4 separate regions of the Mus musculus genome follow, and all the other regions are linked to region 3. The links are chromatin contacts, called in public promoter capture Hi-C maps. All regions are on one chromosome and are shown on one strand. Each heading gives the region's core, a stretch centred on a gene start, on an enhancer-like site or on the middle of the called end of the contact. The rest is flanking DNA. Distances are from core to core; before and after follow the strand shown.

Region 1 (2,700 bases), core at 177-2,676, 3.2 Mb before region 3:
GTTATAAGGTAACACAGGCAAGTGACTTGTCACAAGTGGAACTGTCTATCATGTGTTATAGAATCTGTTGCAACTTTCATTTGTAAACATTGTGACTAAGGCTGGTATTCATCCTATGAAGGCAACTGTAAGGCTGACTCTTTGCTTTGCAGGGGATATCTGTTTACATGTAACCATTCTTAACCATTTACTTTGGAATGATCTATGAAACAGAACCCTAAAACACACTAGACAAATCCCACATTAGAAAAATTCTTCCCTGCAAACTAGTTTTCCTTTTAGAATGTAATACAATCAACAACTGGCCAACAAAATATGCAAGTCACATCCATGTTAAACTTTCTAGTATATACATTAAAAAATGAAAATAAGTTGTAATAATGTTTTAAATAGGCAGATAATATCAACATATAATCAACATACCTATTTTTTAAATTTATAACATTTTAAAAACCTGGTCCATATATGTCAACTTGGCCACTAAACATCCAACTGTACAGTGAAATGTAGTCCTACTGAAGCTTCTATTTAATGGAAATCCTATCCTACTCATGTATAAATTTAGATTCATAACAATGATATAAAACATTTTTACAATGAGTTAAATAGACATATGTGGCCAGTGGCTACTATTTGAACAACTTTGAACCTACTTTAGGAGTTTGCTTGTACCTCTAGAGCAGACTCCAGACTCAGGGACTTCGGTTGAGGTTTATTTTTGTTTGATACACCACTTGGTTAACACTTGTGCTTTTAATATTTTAAAAGTTTCTTTTCGAGTATTCGTTAAACATTACTAACGTTTGCTTGTGAATAAATTCTCTGGGCAAAACCAAACAACTTTACAGAAGTAGGTAAATGTGCTGTTAATTTGGAATTAGAAAAATAAGCTGAGGATACAGTGGCTGAATCACTTTTGGCCACTGCTTTGTATGGCTGTCCTTTAGCTTGACGACAGATTTAACTTCTGCATATTAGGGTTAGCGATTTTCACCTTCCTGACAAGCAAACTTCAGAGTTTGCACTTCTCGAGAGTATACAGAGGTCTTTCACAAAAGCAGGCGGTAGTCGCTGAACTTGCACCGGCAGAGATTTAGCTAAAGCCCTTTTCTATTTTCAGCCAGACCAACTGCGGGTCAATTCAAGTTTCTGCAGAGTGAAAAACGCCGAAATACAAAACAGAGAAGCGGAAGGCTAGATCTTTGCCAGGTACCAGTCCAAGACTACACCCCGGAGACTACGCCCACCGAAACTCCACAGGGGCAATTGTTTTTTGTGGCGGCGGCAGCCGGTCCCAGCAAGTCACAGAGCACAACAGGGAGACTCCACTGCCTTCTAAGCCCTGAGCGACGTGGCCCCGCCCAGCCCGGACCATGGGGGCGTGACCATTAGGGGAGGGGCGTGGCCAGCCTTGGGGCGAGGCGGGGCGAGCGCGGAGGCGGAAGTTCCCCACCGGCTTGAGAGGGACGGCGCAGGCACCGCGAGCCACTTGTCAGCGCTGGTCTGAGGCGGAGGGTGCGCCGCGCCGGTCAGGAGGTGAGTGGCCGCGGGAGGCGGAGGAGCACGTCCTGGTCCGCGAGGGAACAGGAGGAGAAGCGGGTGACGGGGTGCGGCGCGTGGAGGGGCGCGGGACGAGAGGAGGACGGGGCGAGCGTGTCCCCGGGAGCCGCTGCTCCTCAGGTGCTCCCGGTGCGCGCCGAGGTGTGAGAAGCGCCCGGGGCAGGGCGGCGCGCGGCGGGACTGAGCGCCCGGAGCCGGGGCTCTCGGGGACCGGCGCTCCGGAGAGCCGGGCGCACCAGGGGGCGCCCGCCGAGCCGGAGGGCAGGCGGCGAAGGGCAGCACCTCGGCCTGGGGCGCGCCAGCCCCCAGGGAAGCTCCGGCGAGCCGAGAGTGTGCGCCTGCACGGGAAAGCGGCGCAGTTTTGTTTGCTGGCTCCCAGGCTACGGAGAAGCGTGTATTTCCCCCTCCCTGAAATATGTGCAGTTGTGTAACCTGTGAGGGTTACACGTCGGTGCGTCCAGAAGGAAAGCCCACTTAGATCAGTCGCGGTCGCCAGTTTTTATGAAACTGGTGTATACTTGGGGCTTGGGTCAGACTGAGCTTCAGCCCCGTTTGACAATGAGTGGAAAGAGGAAGGGCGTATGGACTGGGCAGAACTTGGAAAGAAAATTCGTGACTGGGCTGGGCAGGTCTAGGGTGTGATCGCCAGATCCTATCCCAGGTCCGCCTTCTTGACCCGAGGACGTCTGAACCCGCCTGCTACGGAAACTGCTAGCTGGGGAACCTTATTTGGCCAACAGGGCTAGGCGTGAACCCAAGCTGGGAAACGTCTCATCCCTCAGCCTTAGTGCTTTAGTCCTCCCACCATTCTATCTCAGGAAGGGGAGAAAGAATCTCTAGGTTGTCTTAATTGAAGGGCTCCTCACTTGTAGGTCTCTCCCGGTTACGCACACCAAGGAAACTCGCACACAAGTGTGGGAAACCACTTTTAGCCTCCCTCACTAGCAGTAGATGGAAGGTATTATTTATGCTGTCCCTAAAAGAAAATCCAAAGCTCTACAGAAATTCCAACGTTTTTACATGTTTGAAAGCAGAATAAGCTGTTATTTCCTGCCTGCTTGGTTGGTATTTTAGCATTTGGGCACTAATAACCACATGGGGGAGACTTGGAAAAAGCCAATAAAAATATTGCCGTTGCTT
Region 2 (2,700 bases), core at 22-2,521, 4.0 Mb after region 3:
GTCTACAACTAAGATACACCTCCCTCTGTCTTCTGAGTGCTGGGGTTAAAGGCCTGTGCCACCATGACAGACACCACTAATCTCTTCAGTGCCACCTTCCTCTAAATTCCTATTCGTACCAAACACCACATCAGTCAAGCAATCTGGAAGTTGAATCTCTGTGATCTATCCATCAATGAACCACCTATTCTGTAGTGTTAGCGTTTTCCTGACACCAGGTACCCCATGTCTCTGAAGGCCCAGTGGCTCTTTCAACATTCTGCACAGTTTTGTTTTGTTTTTCTTTTTTTTTTCTGTGTATCGTTAACGGCTTATGTCTATAGATATACTGTTTTAGTTTGCTTTGTGCTGCTGTGATAAAATATCATGACCAAAAGCAACTTGGAGTGGAAAAGGTTTATATCAAAAGCAACTTGGAACGGAGAAGGTTTATATCAGCCTACACTTCCAGCCCCAGGGAAAGTCAGGGCAGGGTCGCAAGCAGGAGTGGAGGCAGAATTCATGAAGCACATTGTTTATTGTCTTGCTCTCTCTGGGTTTTGCCTACGTAGCTGTCTTACACAGCCTTGAGTTCCATGAGTAAGAATGGAACCACCCAGACTGGCCTAAGCACTGCCCATATCAACCAGGAACTAAGATTCCACCACAAGGACATGCCCACTGGCCAACTTCATCCAGGTAGTCCTCCAATGGAGACTCCCTTAGATATAGCTGGCTGTCAAGTCAACAGCTAATGCTAACTAGGAGCCAGCTTTTTCCCAAATTAGGGAAGGAACTTAAATGCAAGAAATAATCAATTTTGAGAATCTCGCCTATCGACCACCCGTTTAATACCAATTTCTCAAGCTTTAGCATCTCTAGCTGAAGGCCAGAAGCCAGCAAACCCAGTAGACTTCATCAACCCCCTCTTGTCTTTTCTTTCTGGCATTCCCGACCTTTTCCCACTACTGAACATTCACTGTCTCCGTCCATCAGGCGAGGACGGCAGTGTCCCCTGAGCAGAACTACGCGCAGTCGGACCGTGTTTTCGGGGAAACGGAGTCCTGCACCCGGGTGTCGGTGTGACTCGGGGCAGCGCGGGCTGGGACGCAGGTCCCCACGCCGCCCCAGGCCGCCTACCTGCTGTTGAGGGGTCGCACACGAACACAGACAGCCACTGAAGCCTCCTCGGCCATCCTGTCCGCTGCAGACTAAGGGAAACGAAGGAGAGCAACGGCGCCGACCGAGCTCCCGGGCCGCCCCGCCTTTAAGTTTAAAATGTCCTCAAGGTTGCAGCGGATTGGGTGGCGCAGCGTCATGACGTCACGGGACAGTCCAAGTGCTGCGGCGAGTGGGGGTTGCGGGGGGAAAGGCGGGGCGAGTCCATGGATGGGGAAGGCGGGGGAGACTCAGAGATCCCGGAACTGAGAGCCTCAGAACTCAGCTGGAGAGAAGTTTTGTGTTAGAGTCACGCCTGCAGAACAAAAGAATTATAATCTTAAAAAACAAACAAACAAGAACTCCAGACTAGACCAAACCAAAAAAAGCTTTCGTTTTGTTTTAAAGCCTCCAATGGGAACTCACTGCCCAGCCAGGAAAGGAAGATTTTCTTTTCTTTTGGAACTGCTTTGAGGCGTTGTTGTTTCTTTTCTTTAACTTTCATTTCTCTGGACGGTGAGTGTAAGAGCCTCATGTAAGGGAGAGAATCATTGACACCTGGGAAAATGTTGTGGGGACATGACAGTGCTGCACACTAGAGCATGGATTACCCGAGAAATCCCCAGTACTAGGCATGGAACACTTCTTTTCATGTTGGTTAGAGTAATCCAAGAGGCTCCCAAAATAATAAAGCTACGCCTTAGGGACGAGGCTTCTAGCTCAGAAACAGCTGGAATTTTCTAATTCCCGACAAGTCTGAAGTATGTGGTGTCTCCAGGCAACAATGACTTAACCTTCAGCCTCAGGGAGGCAACCAAGGACAATTTGGGGATGTCAGTTCTCTCCTACCACTAGGTTCTAGGGATTCAACTTTAGCTTGGCAGCCAGTGACTTTACTCACTGAGCTATCTTCCCTGCCCTGTTTTAACTTTTTTTTTTTTTTTTAAAGTGGGCAAATATATATTTAGCTGTAGGGAACAAACTTATGAAGGGGAAGAAATGTTATGTCATTAAAGGCTCAGAGGCAAGGAAGGGATTTTTTAGAGCAAGAGTATTATTTTCACAGCTGTGATTTTGTCACACTGTCTTTGCTAACATTATATAGCAGGCAGTATTTATTAAAGATTGACTGTATTCCACTATATGATCTATGCTGTTCATCAAGAGATAATTATTAGAAGGAAAAAGAGAGGGACTGAGAGGGTAGCAGAAGAGGTGAATTTGACAAAAGGACGTAATATTCAGGTATGAAAATGTCATAACAAAATGAAACGTCTTGTACAATTAATATACACTAATGAGAAAGAGATGGTGCTTGATGGTTCAAGGCCAATGGGGGCAGTTTAATCAGTCTCACAATAACTGAAAAGGGGGCCGGAGCTGGGGAATCCTGCATCATTCTGTTCAATTCCTAACAGTACAGAAAAAGAGATATTCATTGTGAAACTGTTTTATGTTGTGCTTTTTTTTTTCAAACCCAGATACCAATTGTTTGATTTTACCAAAGAAGCCTAGGGAGCCAGATGCTGGGTATAAAAGCCTGCTAGCTCAGAGAGTCAGAGG
Region 3 (2,700 bases), core at 194-2,693:
AGATTGTGAACATTTAACCAATGGTCTTAAAGGCCAAGAGAAATGGCCAGGCAAAAAAAGTAAGCTAGAGTTCTAAAGCTTAGACCAGCCATGCAAGGATGTCTGTAAAGTGACTGACAACGACGCAGACTTTAAGCCTGTGGGAAACTTAGAGACATAAACCACCTCTATCTCTATAAAGAATTTCACTTGGGAGTGGCTGGATATAAATGGTGATTGAAGTAACAGATATGAATAAGAGAGTACAATGAGCAAAGCAACAAGAACAAGATGTAAAGCTAAGTATCTTATAAATTTAGCTGTGCATGATTAGTGGGAAAAAAAGAAAAATAAAACATGATTCCTTGCTTCAGTACCGAATCATGTGTCAGGTACTGAACAGCAGGAAAAAAAATGAGACAGAAAGCAACAAAGAAAGTGGTCAGCTGTACCAAAATAAAGGTCAAAAAAAAAAGTTATGGGTGTGCAAAAGCATCATAGGTGTGCCCATTACAGATGGTCACTGGTAAACACAAGATGCTGGGGAATACATGCTTATACCATCTCAACAGTACTTGGCATAGGTACCAAAAATGCTGAGGACAGATGCTGAAAAGATGTAAAATTTGAGATCTGAAACGCAAACAGAATTTTACCATGTCCAGAGAAACTTAAACTAACCATAATGGAGCAGGGATGTAAACAGAGTACTCACTCCTGGAACTTTAAGGGGGCAGGAGGTATTTTATATCTACTGAAAAATGCAGGTTTACAAAAGAAACCACTAGAATTTGGGTGGTATTAAACTCAAACAAAAACAAAAACCAGAACTTTAAAAGCAGAGACCGAATTAGAAATATTTATTAAAAGTTGGACCTAATTCACAAACTGGGGGGGGGGGGGGGGGTGAGAAATGAAGAAAAGCAATTAACTACTTCAATTATTAGTCCCTAGGCCACCCCTGAAGGCTATAACTTTTCACAGAATGTAGAAAGAGGGTCTCAGTATAAAGCCAGGGATGGTCAGATAACTTCACTCCGGGGAGTGGGGGAGATTGGGGACGGGATCCAATTTGTAAGTGATAATACAGAATAGAAATGTAAACAATTACATCGTGGTAAATAAATCTGATTAAAGTGTGTGCAAAAGCAAGTATTGTGTTTCATACAGTCACAAACTTGTTATGTCATACAGTCAAGAGCCAAGGAATCAAAATCCTGGTTCTAGTATCGTCTCTACCTGCGACGTGTTACATTTCTGAACAGTGGTCCTTTTTGACTTTGTGTTTAACCTGAGGGCAGGCTGAAGGCGGGCCGTCTGTCACCGCAAGCTGGCCATCAGCATCTTACCTGTGGCCTGCTGCTTAGGAAAAGGTACCTGGTAGGTCCCAGGCCCCACGTGCTCCTCGGTGCTGCCGCGGTTGGCACAGTCGAGCCAGCGCGGAGCACGGTCATACATAGTGATGAGGGGCGGGGCCCACGGGACCGGAAACTAGACAGGCGGCCTGCGTCGTCCCTACACGCGGGACTAGAGTGCGAGCTGCGTGCTGACTGGCTCAGCGGCGTCAGCTTTCCCTCGGGTCCTCGGCACAGAGGTAAAGTGGCGAGGACAGCAGCCAGAGGACCCGCCCGCCAGCCCGCCAGCGTTCAATTCAGCGCTCACGGGTCACGCCAGAGACCGGGCTTAGCCGCCTGAACTTCCGGCTCTGGCTCCGCCCACTCCCCGCCTCCCGGAAACCTTGGAAGGGCAGAGGCCGGAAGGACTCGGGCCTGTAGGTGCACTTCCGGCACCGGCCTCGGAGCATTTCCGGTCGAGCGCTCAGAGCTCGGAGATGTCTTGTAGAGTCTGACGAAGCTCCCTGCGCTAGGCAGGGCGGTGCTGCACCTCAGCTCCACCTCAGCTCCGCCTCAACTCACCTGCTTCCTGTCCCAGAATACCTTCGCTGCGCAGAAAAGCCCTAGAAACGCACTAGAAGGAGGCGAATTAATTTGATTTTGATTTGCCTTCCCTGTAAATCAGGGTGACTGGAAAGACCCGGGGGGCGGGGCAGCGAGGCGGGGACAGGTGGAATAGAAAAGCTCGGGACCCCAAAACAGGGTTTGGGATCAGCAAAGTCCCCCTTCACTCCTGTCAAAAAGGCATCCTCTGAATAAAGTCACTACTGAATCTGACCTGCAGGCCATCAAGATTTCTAAAGGAAAGCTGGGAACGCAGAGGGTTGGGGGCGGGGGTGGGGGGGTGACAAGAAATGGCAACATCTGAAAAGGGGAAAGCTTGCCTACTGAAGCAAGTCAAGGGCAAGGGCTAAAAACTGCTTCTGGTGTTGGACACGGATAAATGGCAACATTGTCTACAAAGTAAGGTGAAGGCATCGAAAAAGCCCAAGCCACCCTCATCGATCCACTGAATCTTCAGCAACAGGCGCTGGAGAGTATCAGAATCCATCTATGTGTTTGGTTGGTTTTTTTCATTAAGAAATCCACACAGCTTCTAAACATCCTTAAAGGCTTAGGCCAGTGGTTCTCAACCTTCTGAATGCTGCAACCCTTTAATACGGTTTCTCAACTTGTAGTGGCCCCATACCATAAAATCATTTTCATTGCTACTTTATAACTTTGGTACTGTTAGGAAGCACAATGTAAGTATTTTTGGAGGTAGAAGTTTGCCAGTGGGGTTGTGACCCACAGGTAAAGAACCACTGGCTTAGGCAATCCTTCCATG
Region 4 (2,700 bases), core at 134-2,633, 3.5 Mb before region 3:
AAGCATTCACAACTCAGTTTAAACATGGTTAAAGTTTAGTGCTCTGAATTTACCACTCAAACTACCAAGTTACAAATCTGACCCATAGGAGGTATACAGACATAAAGAATAGTTGTGTTAGCAATCTGAAAACGTCAGGAACCTTCAGGTTACCTAAAAGCTCAAGAAAGATTTATCAGAGACAGCCTCTTGATAAATAACACTGCTCCCTTTATTTTCACCACATGCCATACCTGTTAGCCGGGTTCTAGAGTGTTTATAAAGTTCGCTAATTGCAACAGAGCGAGGTGAACAGGGTTCTAGCTTTCAAAGTACAGAGGCATTCAAGGCCATATGAAGAGGTGAAGCATGAATAAAAAACACAGTCAAGTTTATCAGCATAAGTGTTAAGAGGCATTATCAGCATAAGAGTTAAGAGGCACCATTCAAAACGGGCTTTAAGGCCGCGTGAAAGTGAGATTCTCTCACAAGGGAAGCGGTATGGTCACCTGATGCCGAAATTAGGGTACCGCACACAGGCAAAAGTTGAACAGATTTACAGGCTGGCTGGCTGCAGCCCTGAGCAAGCTTCCCGTGTGCCACCTACCTACCCAGCAGCCCATAGGTGGAACACTGAATGGAGGTGCTTAGGGGCGAGCGGCTCAGATCTACAAGAATGCTTGACCTTCAGACACCACCAATTAAGACTGCTTTTGTCTTTTGCAAAGCTCCGAAAAGATAATCTCAAGCTTCTGGTTTAACTGCTTTTCCAACCCTGAACTTTCGCCTTATCTGGGCTAGGGAGGTAGCTCAGTTAGTAGGGATGAAGCTCTGGGTTCCAACCTAGGCACCGAATAAAACCAGCAGCGGTGGCGCACACCTCTAATCTTAGCACTGGGTGTGTGGGTCGGGTGTGTGGGAGTGGAGATAGGAGGATTAAAAAGTTCCTTTGCCACAAAACTACTTCCAGAAGAAGAGACTGTCTCAAGAAACAAACACAAACATCTTTCACGGATGAACTGAAGTCAGTATTGCCCTTGCAAAGGTGCGTTCTAAACACCCAGACTACACAATCAAGAGTAAAAGGGACAAGGGTGGACTTTTCTCCAAAGAAAAGCCTGTCAACCCCAAGATAAATCCCACAGTCTCCGCTGTGGTCCGACCATGTGCCTAGTACGGGCGCTTCTCCTGCCCGCCGACCTCCCTTTGGCTCCCGGCTCCGCAAACTCTGTATGCCCCGGGCCGAGTCACCGCTCACTACGTCCCGCCCGCTTACATCGTTCTCCTGGTTCCAATGCGTCCCTGGCCTTAGTCCGGAGGTCGCTAGGTGTCGCCGGGGTTCCTGGCGGAATGCACTCGGGGATCCAGAAGCAGAGTGCAGCAGGAACCCTCCTGATTGTAGAGGAGGCGGGGTGGAGGCGGTTCGTGGCTCTGACCAGGGATTGGCTCCGGTATCAGGGCTAAGGCTACAGATTGGTTACGGATTTCTCCAATCGTGGCGCGCCCTGTGAGAGTGCACAAGAAGCTCCCAGGCTAGGGGACAGGGCGTGGCCTTGGCTGAGTATCCAGGAAAAAGTGGAAGTGTGCGACTGTTTGGAGCAGAACTGTTTTTAAATCTCCGCTGCGTGGATTCGAAGCAGGTTCTAGGAGAAAGACTTGAAAATGCTTGAGAGGCCGGCCTGTGTAGTTGTCTATGTGTTCCCTCTGATGGGGAGAGAGGAGGGAGAGGGAATCTTTCCTTCGGAACTGTAAAGTGATGCAGGACCTAAAAGGCGGAGGAAGTGACACTGAAGCGGGAGGACAAGCTGTTAAGAGCACAGCTTGGGGGTTAGATTTTCTTCCTCTTGCGTTTAAAGGAGTCGAGGTGTTGTAGTTCACGAGAGCGGCTGAACGCTGTACTCACGCCTGTAGGAAGGAACAAAAGCGGATTTGGTTGGATGCACTGACCTTGCCACAGTGAGCCAAGCGCTTCTGTATTTTGTTACGAACATTAAAGGTGCTCATTGTAAGCAAGGGCACAGGCAGGCTGCTGAACTGACCGACCCATGGTGGGAAGAAGATGTTTACCTAAGATATAGGAGAGAGAGAATAACTAGAGGATTTGGGGAAAGTCCAAAGCAGTTATGGGAAGAGAGCAGAGAGGCAGACTGGCAAGGGCTGTCTCTCCAGAGCAGAGGGAATAGCAGGAAAAACCTTGCGAGTTATAAAGAAAAACCGGTGGCTGCAGCTTCAGGTGTGTGTGTGTGTGTGTGTGTGTGTGTGTGTGTGTGTGTGTGTGTTTGTCCTGTGAATTGGAACAGCCTGGAAGTTTAGAATAGAAGGGGAGGAGGGCTTGAGAGCTCTGTGGCTTTGGTAGGCACTTTGTATCTTAATAGGCAAGTGGATTTTCCTGGCAGACAGAAGGTTTCAGAGGTCCTTAAGGATGAGGGTGAACTTTTGTCTCTCCCTGAAATTCTACAGTGGAGCTTGAGGTGAGGCAAGCCTTCATTTTGAACCCAGTCAGCGGGTCTGTCCATATTCGGGATTCTTGGAGTTTTCCCCTTTGGACCTAAAACTCATGACGATCTGGAATGGCTTTATCTGCAGTCGGTGTTCTGTTGATATTGCTGAGGTTGAATTGGGGAACATCGCAGTTCGTTCTCAAGGTTTTTGAGGCTAAGTGGCTGCTCGGTGTCCCTTTCCTTTCTCTCTCTTCTCCTTTTCACATACAACCATTACAGT

Evidence for each region. Promoter capture Hi-C pulls out the DNA fragments that hold promoters and counts their contacts.
Region 1: a promoter capture Hi-C map of pre-B cells shows a contact between it and region 3. The contact joins the promoter of Pdlim5 here to the promoter of Stpg2 in region 3. A contact is called at or near these places in 2 of 39 promoter capture datasets (cranial neural crest and pre-B cells).
Region 2: a promoter capture Hi-C map of pre-B cells shows a contact between it and region 3, with 4 times the contacts expected there. The contact joins the promoter of Cenpe here to the promoter of Stpg2 in region 3. A contact is called at or near these places in 1 of 39 promoter capture datasets (pre-B cells) and 2 of 484 Hi-C or Micro-C datasets (CD4 T cells and uterus).
Region 4: a contact with region 3 is called in a promoter capture Hi-C map of pre-B cells, with 6 times the contacts expected there. The contact joins the promoter of Kyat3 here to the promoter of Stpg2 in region 3. A contact is called at or near these places in 3 of 39 promoter capture datasets (cranial neural crest, hippocampal neurons and pre-B cells).

What each region holds. Positions count from the first base shown.
Region 1 is chr3:142,394,422-142,397,121 of GRCm38.p6, reverse strand. Pdlim5 (PDZ and LIM domain 5) reads left to right here and starts at 1,426. Exons shown (of 13, transcript NM_019808.3): 1 at 1,426-1,536.
Region 2 is chr3:135,211,134-135,213,833 of GRCm38.p6, reverse strand. It overlaps Cenpe (centromere protein E), which reads right to left and starts at 1,271. Exons shown (of 46, transcript NM_173762.4): 1 at 1,120-1,271. The coding sequence starts at 1,175.
Region 3 is chr3:139,204,636-139,207,335 of GRCm38.p6, reverse strand. It overlaps Stpg2 (sperm tail PG rich repeat containing 2), which reads right to left and starts at 1,443. Exons shown (of 14, transcript NM_198659.2): 1 at 1,329-1,443. The coding sequence starts at 1,437.
Region 4 is chr3:142,699,731-142,702,430 of GRCm38.p6, reverse strand. Kyat3 (kynurenine aminotransferase 3) reads right to left here and starts at 1,383. Exons shown (of 14, transcript NM_001293560.1): 1 at 1,256-1,383.